Linked DNA regions of Mus musculus: region 1 is linked to region 2. A link is a contact called in public Hi-C data. All regions are on one chromosome and are shown on one strand. Each heading gives the region's core, a stretch centred on a gene start, on an enhancer-like site or on the middle of the called end of the contact. The rest is flanking DNA. Distances are from core to core; before and after follow the strand shown. Region 1 overlaps Rin3 (Ras and Rab interactor 3). Region 2 overlaps Slc24a4 (solute carrier family 24 (sodium/potassium/calcium exchanger), member 4).

Region 1 (6,213 bases), core at 1,041-3,540, 180 kb after region 2:
GGACTCCTGACTTTCCCTGGCAAGGGATAGTTCAAAGTGCCCTGGAAGGGTAAGGCCCCATACCTGTTCCCAACTGAACATGTCCTACATACCTAGACCAGAAATCCTCAACACAACCTAGAAAACATAGGCTGCTGTGCCCAGACAGAAATTCTGGGACATCCCACCAAAAAAAAAAAAAAAAATGGATTTCCATGGCTCTTCATGCCTGTCTCCCCCCTAATTTGTCAGGATCCATGACTGTTTTTCCTTGCTCTTTGTGGCACGGCTGACACAGCCTTTATTACATTTATTGCTTCCGTCTTGGTTTTCACGTTGTCAACATTTAGGGGATTTACCCTAAAGGAATTTCCCCGTCTGGAATGCTGCTTTTAGGTAGTTCCCTGTCTTAGATGACACTAGGTACCTACAAAGGTAGGTACTTCACTAGGTAGCAGATGAAACTAAACCCCCATCACTGCACCCTGAGTTTTTAAACCTTTGGCTGCAGTTATTGTGGGCTTACTACATGGCTTTTGGACCTCCAGTCTTCTGCCTTTCACACCTCTGAAGTAGTTGTTAGGATCTCCTCTTTGCAGCTGAAGTAATGGTGCCTGAGATTGTTACCTGGGATTCACGCAAGTCAGAGAGAGCGTGCCTCTTTCACCTGAATCCATTTGATTCCAGTCATATCTCTGTATCCCTCCTTAACAGACTCTCCTAGGGGCCAAGGAAGATGGCAGAGAGGGAAAAAGAGAAGTCAATAGTCCAGTCATTAATACCTGCACAGTCGAGTCATTGTTTCCTCTTTGTGTTCCAGACACAGAACCAGAATCAGGCAGAAAGGAAGCAGGTCAGGGCTACGTGGCCTCAGTGAGGAAGGCAATGGAGATAGAGTTCCAGGAGTGCCTCTGCCTCTGCCTCTGCCTCTGCCTCTGCCTCTGCCTCTGCCTCTGCCTCTGCCTCTGCCTCTGCCTCTGCCTCTGCCTCTGCCTCTGCCTCTGCCTCTGCCTCTGCCTCTGCCTCTGCCTCTGCCTCTGCCTCTGCCTCTGCCTCTGCCTCTGCCTCTGCCTCTGCCTCTGCCTCTGCCTCTGCCTCTGCCTCTGCCTCTGCCTCTGCCTCTGCCGGATGAGCACAGGCAGTCTTTCCTCTGGGCTAAGGCCCTGGTCATGCTAGAATCAGTCAGAACCTCTGGAGAGAGTTGTATGTGCCTCTCCCCAGCTAGAAATTAAGTATATCATAAAACCAGAAGGTGCTATACCCAGGATGGTTTTAGTTTTCCCTAGAGAGCTGATTATGGCCATCCCCCTGCTGCTCCCACTTCCCATCTGAAAAACCAGGAGGTGAATAACCACCCCAGAGAACCTTGGGCCTTCACATGTATGTGAGCATCTTGCAAACTAAAGCATGGGGTGGGGCATACATGGTAGTTTGAGTTGGAATCTGAGCACACTGTGATAGGATCTTAAATTCTTGGAGAAATCAGATAGATGATGTGACTCAGCTATTCATGGCTTGCATTTGGAGTCTTGAGGGAATTTCCACACAGACATCTGAGGTGCTTCTCCTTGGCTTCAGCATCCTGAGGACCACAGCCTGTCATGTCATTCTCTGGAAGTATGCCACGGAGATCCCACTTGCTTTTCTTTGAGAAGTATTCATGGCAGGGGCCATGAAAGAAAAAGCCAAGAGACAGACTTAGCTTTGAAGTTCAGTGGTCACATACTATACAGATAAACATGGGCAGAAGTTCATGCTTATAACCTATGGGACCTCCCTATAGCAGAATTTGGGGGAGAGCCTTAGAAAAGGGTGTGTTGGGTTTGTGTTGGATCCCCTGGGCCTCTGAGGACTTTAGTTTCCTACCAGAGTCTTGGGACTCCAGCAGGATCTCAGGTTTGCAGAATGTGACTCAATGGATTGCTGTAAGAATCTCCAACTTCTAGGCTAGCCTAAATCATCCACATGCCCCTTCCTCCTCTGAATTGTGGCACCAGAAGTACGTAGTGAGACGTGGCTGGGTGCTGAGTCTTGGCTAAGTGTGATGGGAGAAATGAAGGAATGCCATAAGATAGCAGTCAGTTATCAAGCATTTGGTAGGAAATGTTTCTTTTCTAATTTCGACCCAGGATCTCTCCACATGCTCAGCCTGACCTCAGACATACCATCCTCCTGCCTCAGCCTCCCAAGTGCTAGGATTCCAATTGCTCTGCTAGTTTAATCTGCATATCAGCTTTAGGATATGGCACCACAGTGTGGCAGGTTAAGGTATATTTTTTTGACACTTCTTCCTTCCTGGGGTGGAGTCTTACTGCCCCCTTCCCTTGAATCTACTTGAGCCTGTGACATCTGTGGTCAACAGAATAAGCAGAAATGGCTCTAGCCAGTTCCTCCTAGGTTTTCAGAGAATTGGCAGCTTCTTTTTAATCTCTGAGAGCCGAGTTGCCTCCATCCTGGGGAGAAGGGTCTGGGGGTAATGGGAGGGAGAAGGGCCTGGCTGGATGTCGCTTTTAACTCTCCCTGATTTGAGGGGAAACATCCTGGATCCTGCAGACAAGACCAGGACCCAAGTGAAAAAGCCATTTCCCCTAGGAACAGAAGAATCTCCCAGCTGAGCCCTGCCTGCTTTTGACCCATAAATCATGAGCTACAGTTGCTATTTCCAAGCCACTCAGTTCTGTCTTCTGTTACACAGACGTAGATAACAAAAATCATAACCCCTGTTTTTTCAGAGACCAAGGCTAGTCAGAATCACACATTCGTGAGAGGCAAAGCCACAATTTAAACCACAGCAGTCCAACTCTCAGCTCTCAGCGCCTGCTCCTACTACTCCATGGGCCTATTCTTGGGCCAGTGAGATGGCTCAGCAGGCAAAAACATTCACTACCAAATCTGACAACCGAGTTCATGCCTGGGACCCACTCACATGGTAGAAGAGAAATTCAACTTCCATAAGCTGTCCTCTGAATTCCTAGTGCACAGAGTTGTCACATGCACTGTCCCTTGCCCCCCTCCCCTGCATATAAATAGATACAGTTTTTGAGGGAGAGGGGCTCAAGAAAGGGTTTCACTATGTGGCTCTGGCTGTCCTGAAACTCACTCTGTAGACCAGGCTGGTCTAAAACTCCCAGAGATCCACCTGCCTCTGCCTCCTGAGTGCTGGGACTAAAGGTGTGCGCCACCACCACCTGGATATTAAAAAAAATAATTTATAAAGCAAAAATAAATGTGCACCTGTTATCCCAGCATTTGTAGGGACTGGAGGAGGAATCCAAGAGAGGAGGACCATGAGTTTGAGGACAACTTGGGCTACAGGAGGGGACCCTGTCTCAGAAGGAAGAAGAGGAATAGATGCTTCTGCTCTCAGAAAACTTCTCTCCAAGAAGAGGAACTCACTTGCCATGTTTAGAGTTACATACCTTGGTTTATTTGTTTATTCAGTTTAAGTACACTAGGTTGGCTCAAGGTATGCGTAGATGACTAATCTAGACAATCTTAGGATTTGCCCACAGAAGAACTGCCCCACCACCACTGGTGATGAATGGGTAGGTGTGGAAGGTGGGGGTGTCCTGAAGGACAGAGAGAAATGTCCTATTTGGTGAGAGAGGAAGTGCATATGAAGTGGCAGGACAGCTCATGCAGAGTGCCAGGGTACGGAGTGTGTGCAGGGGAAGCTCCGCGCAGGCAAATGTGGAAGGAAGGGGTAGGCAGAGAACCCAGAGCTTGCGCACAGGCCTTGAGTGAGACTCAGCCTTTGTCCAAAGACCCTCCAGAGCCTAATGAGGGACATGTGGGCAGGGACATCATCTGATGTATCTTTTAAAAGAAGTTGCATGTCTTTACGAGTGGGGATGGAGAGGTAAAGGCTGGAATGCAAGAGAGGCCCTGAGGTTGAAAAACGACCAGTGAGCGGTCTAAAGCGAATGTTAGGGACAGCGTGGTGGGCCTAAGGAGAAGGAAAATGTCCCAGAGATATTAAAGAGAACTAGCCTGCAGAAAGGAAAGGAACTGTTTAAAAGAACATAGCAGGGGATATGGCTAACCATGCTACCTGGTATGCAGTAAGTACTTAGCAAATAACAGGGGTGTGTTAGGAGCTATGGGCCGCATTATGGGAGGACAGGGCTCTGCTCCAGCATTGATATCCCTGACTCAAAACCTATGCCCAAGTAGACATGAAAAAGATGTATGTAAACTGACCCATAACTGGACAAGGTGAGCCCCCCCCCCCCACACACACACACACACGTAACCCCAGTAGCCTTGTTCTTCAAAGATGCAGACTCCTGACTGAGCCAAGGCTCAGTCTCCCTAGGATGACAAAGACAGCTAAGAGGAAAGTTGACATTTATGAAGCTGGCTCTGTAGTCTCACAGAAGGCAATGTACCCACTTGCCTAAGACTGGCCCCATCTTAATTCATAATTCATGCTGCATCTTTCTGTTTCTGCATTGCTAGTTTAGGACATAGGAATCCAGACCCTCTGGGGCGAGCTCAGTTCCAAGCCTTGATATTGGGAACCCACAATATTCCATCAGCAGGCTGCTATCCAAAGCACCCCCTAGACTCCTGCTAAGTGCTTCAGGGACCCTAGCAGGTCCTCCCTTGCTTTGTGAGACTGCCCAGGCAGGCCCTGAAGCCAGCATTCCTGACCTCTGACCAGTAGGTGCCAGCAGCTCCATCTCCTAAGGCCCCCACACTCCCAGGTGAGAACAGTGACCTTATCCAGTGTGGTGGCTCTCAAGCCTTTGAAATGTGCCTGAGTTGCACTGAGATGAAGCACAAGTGCAAAGCACACTCCCAGGTCTTTCATACTTAGCGTGGGAAAGAAAAATAGCATGTATACGCGGTGATGTATCCTCTGTGATGTCTCAGCATGCTAAGATGCAGCCTTGGCACGTACTTGTAAAATCCTGAAGTTGAAGCAGTGTTCCCTAACTATCCGCGGTGAGCCCTCTGTAACACTTGGAGCTGACCTCCTATCAGGGTGGTGCCCGGGCTGCCTGCCTCCTCACTCTCCCTTCTTTTCATGTTGTGGGCAGCCACAAGCCTCCCTTGACTGGTTCAGTATAGCAGGGAGAGGGATGGTGTCCCCATGTCCACAGCTCTCTTAGCATCCCCACACTCCCACCTGCCTTCTCCCAGAAGACCTTCCATGTCTTACTCTTGATTTAGTCTTCCCTGATATGTGACAGTTTGCAAATCTTTCCAGTGCCCCCTTCTGTTTTGGCATCTGAACCTATAAATAACTCCCAGATGAAGTTCTATCTACATCATGGCAGTTTCTCCCGTGTTCCTTTTCAGACTCATGAAGCCTCCTGTTTACACTTGCTCAATAGGAAGGAACAGCTTCCAAAAACAGGAGCCTTTTATTTAAACAAGAACGGTATGAGATCAGTGCAGCTGCCCCTGTGGGGTTCAGAGAAGGTCTTTCACAAATGCAAACCTGAGAGGATGTCATAAGAACCCTCAAAGGATCCTACAGTGGGGACCCTGGGAAGAAATGAGGCCCATGCCCATGCTAATGAGTTGGGCCTCTGGCACCTATGTGATGACATCCTGTCCTAGAGAACAAGATATAAGCAGTTCCAACCCAGGGAGAGCAGGTAGCACTATTCCCAGGAAGACCTTCCCAGGTGTCTCCCAACAACAAGGGAGGAGACTGGCCTGAAGGAGAGTAGCTCTGTGCTGACACCAGGCAGGAATCACTGACTGATGTCCGGTGGGAACTCTGGTGTGTCCTCCCTGCCCCCTCTGCTCCACGCCACTGCTCTTGAGTAAAAGCCTGGTGAGCTTGCTAGTGGCCCTGTCATGGCCTGACCACACCCCTGGGCCAGCTACTGAATCTTGCTGCTTTTCCCGCTTTAGCAATGACTGGGGCATTTGGAAGGGACCTTGTTTAGAGCTCTATCTGGGTCTCCTTGTAGCTCTCCTATTAGATTCCAGCTTCAGTGCCCCAGGGCAAGCAAGGCTCATTCAGTCCCAACAATGCAGACATCCTGCTGCGGTGCTGGTTGGTGGAGAATCTGGGGCTGAGGAAGATGATCTAATAATACAAGCCAAGGAGTCGTAGATGAGGCTTGGGGTGACTGGCAAAGGCACAGGGAAGGGGGCTCCAGGATCAGCCAGACTCTAGAGGGAAAGGCATCCCCAGAATGTCCTTACTGGCCAGGCAAAAAGGCAGTCTCTGGTACATTTTGAACAGCCCCCTTTCCCAGCTGCTGGAGCCTCACT
Region 2 (5,622 bases), core at 1,677-4,176:
GGTAGACTTGGGGGGAAATCTCCTAAGAGAGGGAGTCAGGACCAACTGCTTCCCCCCCACCCCCCAGTCAGAACCCTGGCTACTGGGTTATAGAGTAAGTGTGTTGCAGGGCCTGGGGAGATGACTCAGTGAGTAAATCACTTGCTGAGAAAACAGGAGAACTTAAGCTCCACCTCTAGAACCCATGTAAAAACAGCTGGATATAGTGGTGCACAGCTGGAATCCCAGCACAGGGGAGATGGAGTTAGCTGGCCCACCTAGCCTAACTGGTGAGTCCTGAGCTAGTAAGAGACCTATCTCAGAAAACACTAGAATCTGATCTCTGGACTCCACAGGGGTGTGTGTGTGTGTGTGTGTGTGTGTGTGTGTGTGTGTGTGTGTACAGAGGAGAGAGAGAGAGATGCCTCACACAGATGTCTGGTCTTCAGTAAGTCAGATGGAATCTCAGCATTACACCCTTACTTTCAGGTACTCTGATTAAAACCTGCAAGAGAGAGACTCAAGGGCAGTTGGTCATACACCTCAATCCTGAGCAGCAAACACACACATGAACGAGCATGTGGCTCACCCACAGTCAGTTCACTGAACCATGGCTGGACTCAGGACCGTTTGGAGATCAGGGTTTGGGTTCCCTTGCTAAGGACCCAGGATGCAGGTGTCCATCCTAAGTGAAGATGATCTCAAATTTCCCTTATCCATCCATCCATCCATCCATCCATCCATCCATCCATCCATCCATCTCAAGTGACATTGAAGGCATCTAAGTGTGTCCATTTCTAGTCCCCACTCTGCTAATGGCTGTCCTAAGTTACCAGCGAAACCACCTGATTCTTCAAATTAGCAGAGTAGCTGATGCTCATGAGAAAGAAGTAGGTGTGTGGAGTTTGGCCAGTCATGTTGGCTAACACAGAAAGAACCAAATGTCTGTGTCCCCACCCTCAGTGTGGTGGTGTTTGGAAGTGGAGAGTCTGAAAAGTAGATAGTGAGAGTGGACCCCATAAATGAAATGTGTGTTGGGGGGTGTTCTATTTTGTTTTCTTGGTGGGAGGGGGGCTACTGTTGCATTAGGTTTTTGTTTTTTTGAGAACGAACTTAAAGTTGGGTAGATAGAGAGGGGGAGAGGATCTGGAAAGCCTTGGGGGAGAGGAAAATATCAAAATATACTTACATTTAAAATTGTTTTAAATAATAAAGAAAAAACTGGGTCTTGGAATACTTTGGGTTTCACACTTGCCTGTCTGGGAATGCTCACCTGATCAAGTCTACATCCAGAAACATCGAAAATCAAGACCCCTGCTGTCCCCTAGCACACTGGAGAAGGCAGGTTCAACCTGTGTGTGAGTATGAGGTGTGTCATAACCCAGGAGTTTCCTGCTTGGTGAGAAGCCTGGCGCCCTGGAGTTGTTCAGCACCTTCTTCCTCCAACCTAAGGCCAGCCCTGATCATAAATAAAGCTTAGTCGCCCGTCCCTTCCCCGATTCCCACCTAGATTCTGCTGTGCTGTGGGCTGTGGTCATTTCTGCTTCCCCAATGATCCGCCTACATTTACACTGGTGCTGCTGCCCAGACAAGGGCAGAACCAGTGAGCAGCGAGCCGCCCAGAAACAGCAATCTCTGGCCCAGAGGGGACCAGGATGTGTTGTTTTAACGGATGGTGTCACGTGATCCCGAATTAAGTTCCCATTGGTTGGCAACCTCATCCTACCTCCTTGGAAGAGAGAGCCTGGTTGTCCAGCACCCATGGTGTTGTTAGTGGGAGGTGAATCAGTCATGGTGGAGCTTTGGGCCCTGATGCTCACATCTTTTCCTAGCTGAGTCATGTGGGCTCCCACTCTACCAGCTGTTTGTTGTTCGGACCCTTTTCTTTGCAGAGATATCTGGTCAGTCTCTCCTTGCTTGGGCTTGGTGGTGTTAGGGTGTTAGACTCGTCAGACTGACAGACAGACTCCCCAGTGACCAGCCTATTGCAGCCAGGAGAGGGTTCAGGTCTCTACAGCAGCTAACTGTCCTACCTGTACCTGCTGGGCCTAGAGCTACCCCACAGCTACCCAATAAGAAAACTGCCTGAGTTTTGTGCCCTCTCATGAGCTTGGTCATAGGGGTTTACCTATGGGAAACTCAACGCTGGGGCTGGGGCTGGGGCTGGGGCTGGAGCCTCAGGGTGCCAGCCTGCCCCCTGGAGAGGTGTGTACAGACCCTGTGCTAGCTTCCACATTCCTGACCTTGGATTACTTTTGACTCGTTCATTTGTTATCAGAGACACACATTCTATCTAGAGACACAGTGGTGTTCAGAACAGGCAAATGCCTCCCCAGGATGCTTACAGTCTTGAGGGAAGGAAACAGATATTGCCCGAGCTAGGGACAGAATGTGTGAAAGTAGACTTCCCAGCTCACGACAAGGGAGTGAGCCTGTGCCTGTGGGATCTGGGGACTCTGATGAGGTGCAGCTCTTGACTGGAGACACACCATATGTATGTATGTGAGTGTGTGTGTGTGTGTGTGTGTGTGTGTGTGTGTGTGTGTGTGTTTCCCCTGAGATTTTACATGTTGACTAGCAAGCCCTGAACACTTCCTCATGGGAGAAGAGAGTAGACTGAGCAGACCCACTGTGTAGGCATCTCACTAGGCTCCTCGGAGAAGGCCTCACTGAGAAAGTGGCATTTGTACCAAAGAGGGAATGAAAAGGGGGGGGGGTGTTGAGGGGACAGCCACTCTGTGCAGGCCTGAAGGGGGGTGGCTGGGGACTAGCAGGTGAAGGGAGCTAGAGTCAACTGAGGGAGAGAGAGAGAGAGTCAAAGAATGAGCTGCAAAGATGGGAAGAGGGGAGAGTGTTCCAATGTCAGTCATTCACAGCAACAGGAACTGAGGCTGTACACATGTGCTGACAGCAGCAGCCTCTGAGGGTCCCAGTGTCAGTCATTCACAGCAACAGGAAATGAGGCTGTACACATGTGCTGACAGCAGCAGCCTCTGAGGGTCCCAGTGTCAGTCATTCACAGCAACAGGAACTGAGGCTGCACACATGTGCTGACAGCAGCAGCCTCTGAGGGTCCCAGTGTCAGTCATTCACAGCAACAGGAACTGAGGCTGCACACAGGTGCTGACAGCAGCAGCCTCTGAGGGTTCAGCTCTCACAGAAGAAGCTGGATGGCACACTAGGTGACTTACCCAGAGGCCCTTTGCCTGCAGCTCAGCCTTCAGACCCTAGCATTTGCACTTGAAGATGAAGGAGTGGGGGACATTTGCCATGCACGCAGATACTGGCCTGTTGTTTCAGCACAGACTGAGCATCTCTGGGACCAGGAGAGTTTTGGATGCTTTTCAGTTTGGGATATCTGCATATGCATAATGAGATGTCTTGGGTATGGGACCCAAGTCTAAGCAAGAAATCTATTTATATTTTATATACTTTACACTCGTAGCCTGGGGGTAATTTTACTTAATATTTTAGTGTATTTGTTTTGTATTGTACTGTTCTGTACTGTACTGTAATGTATTGTATTGTATTGTATTGTATTGTATTGTATTGTATTCAGTGTATTTTCACTTTGGTCTATCACATGAGATTGGGTATGGAATTCCATCATGTTGTTAAAAATGTTTCAGACTTTGGAGCACTTTAGATTTGGGATTTTTGGATGCATGGTGCTCAAATACAATAAGCCAGAACCATCCTGGGGGAGGACAAAATAGAGAGTGAAGCTCAGAAGGAGTTTCCGTGAGCAGTCAGTACATGGAAATGCAAGGGTGCGGTGCCTAGAGCATCCTCCATGCTCGGGAGTCCTGGCAGCATGGACCATGCCTACTTGACACAGCAGTGGCCTATCCCTGTGGATAGAGGACAAAGTTGAGAAAGCCACAGGCATGTCTAGTTCTTATGGGTCCAGGCTCTCTCCTCTTGCTCCTCCCCAGCCTATAGTAGATATAGTGGGCACTCTCCACACTCATGATGTCCTTGAGGGTCTCATACTCTACCAGAGCCTTTCTGGGAGGTCAACACCTGAAGAGAGCTGATCACTACAGTACGGCAGGTTGCTAGGCCAACGGAGACAGGCAATGGCTGGTCCTGGGGCTGAGTCTCATGTTTCCTTCCCATCTCCACTGTAGTATCAGCTCCATCATTCAGGGTGGGATGTTTTTGTGTTTGTTTGTCAGTAGCAAGCAAAGTAAGAGAATTTATTAAGAAAGATGAACTTCCAAAGAAGGAGTCAGGCTGAAGCAGAGGTAAGGGGTCTTATTAAGGGTTTTACTGCTGTGAACAGACACCATGACCAAGGCAAATCTTATAAAGGACATTTAATTGAGGCTGGCTTACAGGTTCAGAGGTTCAGTCCATTATCATCAAGGAAGGAGCATGGCAGCATCCAGGCAGGCATGGTGCAGGAGGAGCTGAGTGTTCTACATCTTCATCTGAAGGCTGCTAGCAGAATGCTGGCTTCCAGGCAACTAGAATGAGGGTCTTAAAGCCCACACCCACAGTGACACACCTACTCCATCAGTGCCACACCTTCTAATAGTGTCACTCCCTGGGCTGAGCATATACAAACCACCACATAAGGTTTGTTGTTTTTGGTGTTTTTTGTTTTTTTGTTTTTTAAACAGAGAGAGGGGAGTTGATATTGATCATGTACATGGGTACCCACCTTTTTGTGATTCTATGCAATCCTCTTTGTGTGGGAGTATGGAGGTCAGAGGAAAGCTTGGCGTGTCATCTCTCAGGCCCCTTTCTTGTCTTTTAGTCTGAGACAGGGTCTCTCGCTGACCTGGAACTTTACTAAGTAGTCTAGGCTGGCAGCCAGTGAGTTTACAGGGACCTGCCTGCCCGCCTCTCCTATCTCACCACCACAGGGATTAGAGGTGCACGCCATTGTGCTTTTTTACATGGGCTATAGGGATCTGACCTCACAGCCTCATGATTTTGAGGCAAGTACTCTGCTGTCTGAGCCATCTCCCTAGTCTCTGGTTTATTTTAGTTTTTTATTTTGAGTCATGGTTTTTACACAGGGTCTTGATAGGTAGCTCAGGTTGGCCTTGAACATATGACCTTCCTGTCTCCATCTTCCGAGTGCTAGAAATAAAGTCATGCAGCACCACAGCCAGCATTCGAAGAGATATTTGTACATCTGTGCTCAAAGCAGCCATTTTCATAACAGTCAGAGGGTAAACAATGAGAATGCCTATTAACAGTTGAATGGATTAGCAAACATGGTTTGTACAAACAGTGGGCTATCATTCAGAGTTTAACAGAAAGGGAATTCTGACACAGGCGACAGCACAGATGGTTCTGAGGACACCACACTAAGAACAATGATCCTGTCCCAAGCCTACATGTTTCCGGGTCTCTGAGGCACCTGGAGTAGTCAGATTCATAAAGATGAAAAGTGGAATGGGGCTTGCAAAGGCTGAGGGAGAGCAGGGGGAGTTACCGATGAATGGGTCTCGTTTCTGTTATGGAGACTCACAATCCTAAAGACTGGTAGTGGGCACTGCATAACTGTGCGTGGAGTCAAAGCTGTTAAACCACACACTTGAACATGGTTGGGAATGAATTTGTGTCATGTTCCTGTTAACATGATTTCCAAAAATTAAAGTATATGAATCGAATTTCAAAATCATAACA

Evidence for each region. A called contact is a pair of places that touch in the nucleus more often than the background predicts.
Region 1: a contact with region 2 is called in a Hi-C map of bone marrow-derived macrophages, with 34 read pairs. The contact joins two enhancer-like sites. A contact is called at or near these places in 2 of 15 datasets of contacts at CTCF or cohesin (large pre-B cells and pro-B cells), 18 of 484 Hi-C or Micro-C datasets (B cells, the C2C12 cell line, the HL-1 cell line and 10 more), 2 of 115 datasets of contacts at active chromatin or transcription factors (bone marrow-derived dendritic cells and embryonic stem cells) and 1 of 9 other capture datasets (embryonic stem cells).

What each region holds. Positions count from the first base shown.
Region 1 is chr12:102,337,036-102,343,248 of GRCm38.p6, forward strand. All of the region lies in intron 3 of Rin3 (Ras and Rab interactor 3), which reads left to right. Among named protein-coding and RNA genes, the nearest start is that of Rin3, 57 kb to the left of the region's middle. Within about 2 kb of position 2,291, at least 29 of the 459 cell types and tissues checked have an H3K27ac peak or open chromatin away from gene starts, as enhancers often do. A contact at or near this core is called in bone marrow-derived macrophages, where this site is marked.
Region 2 is chr12:102,155,840-102,161,461 of GRCm38.p6, forward strand. All of the region lies in intron 2 of Slc24a4 (solute carrier family 24 (sodium/potassium/calcium exchanger), member 4), which reads left to right. Among named protein-coding and RNA genes, the nearest start is that of Slc24a4, 30 kb to the left of the region's middle. Within about 2 kb of position 2,927, at least 6 of the 459 cell types and tissues checked have an H3K27ac peak or open chromatin away from gene starts, as enhancers often do. A contact at or near this core is called in bone marrow-derived macrophages, where this site is marked.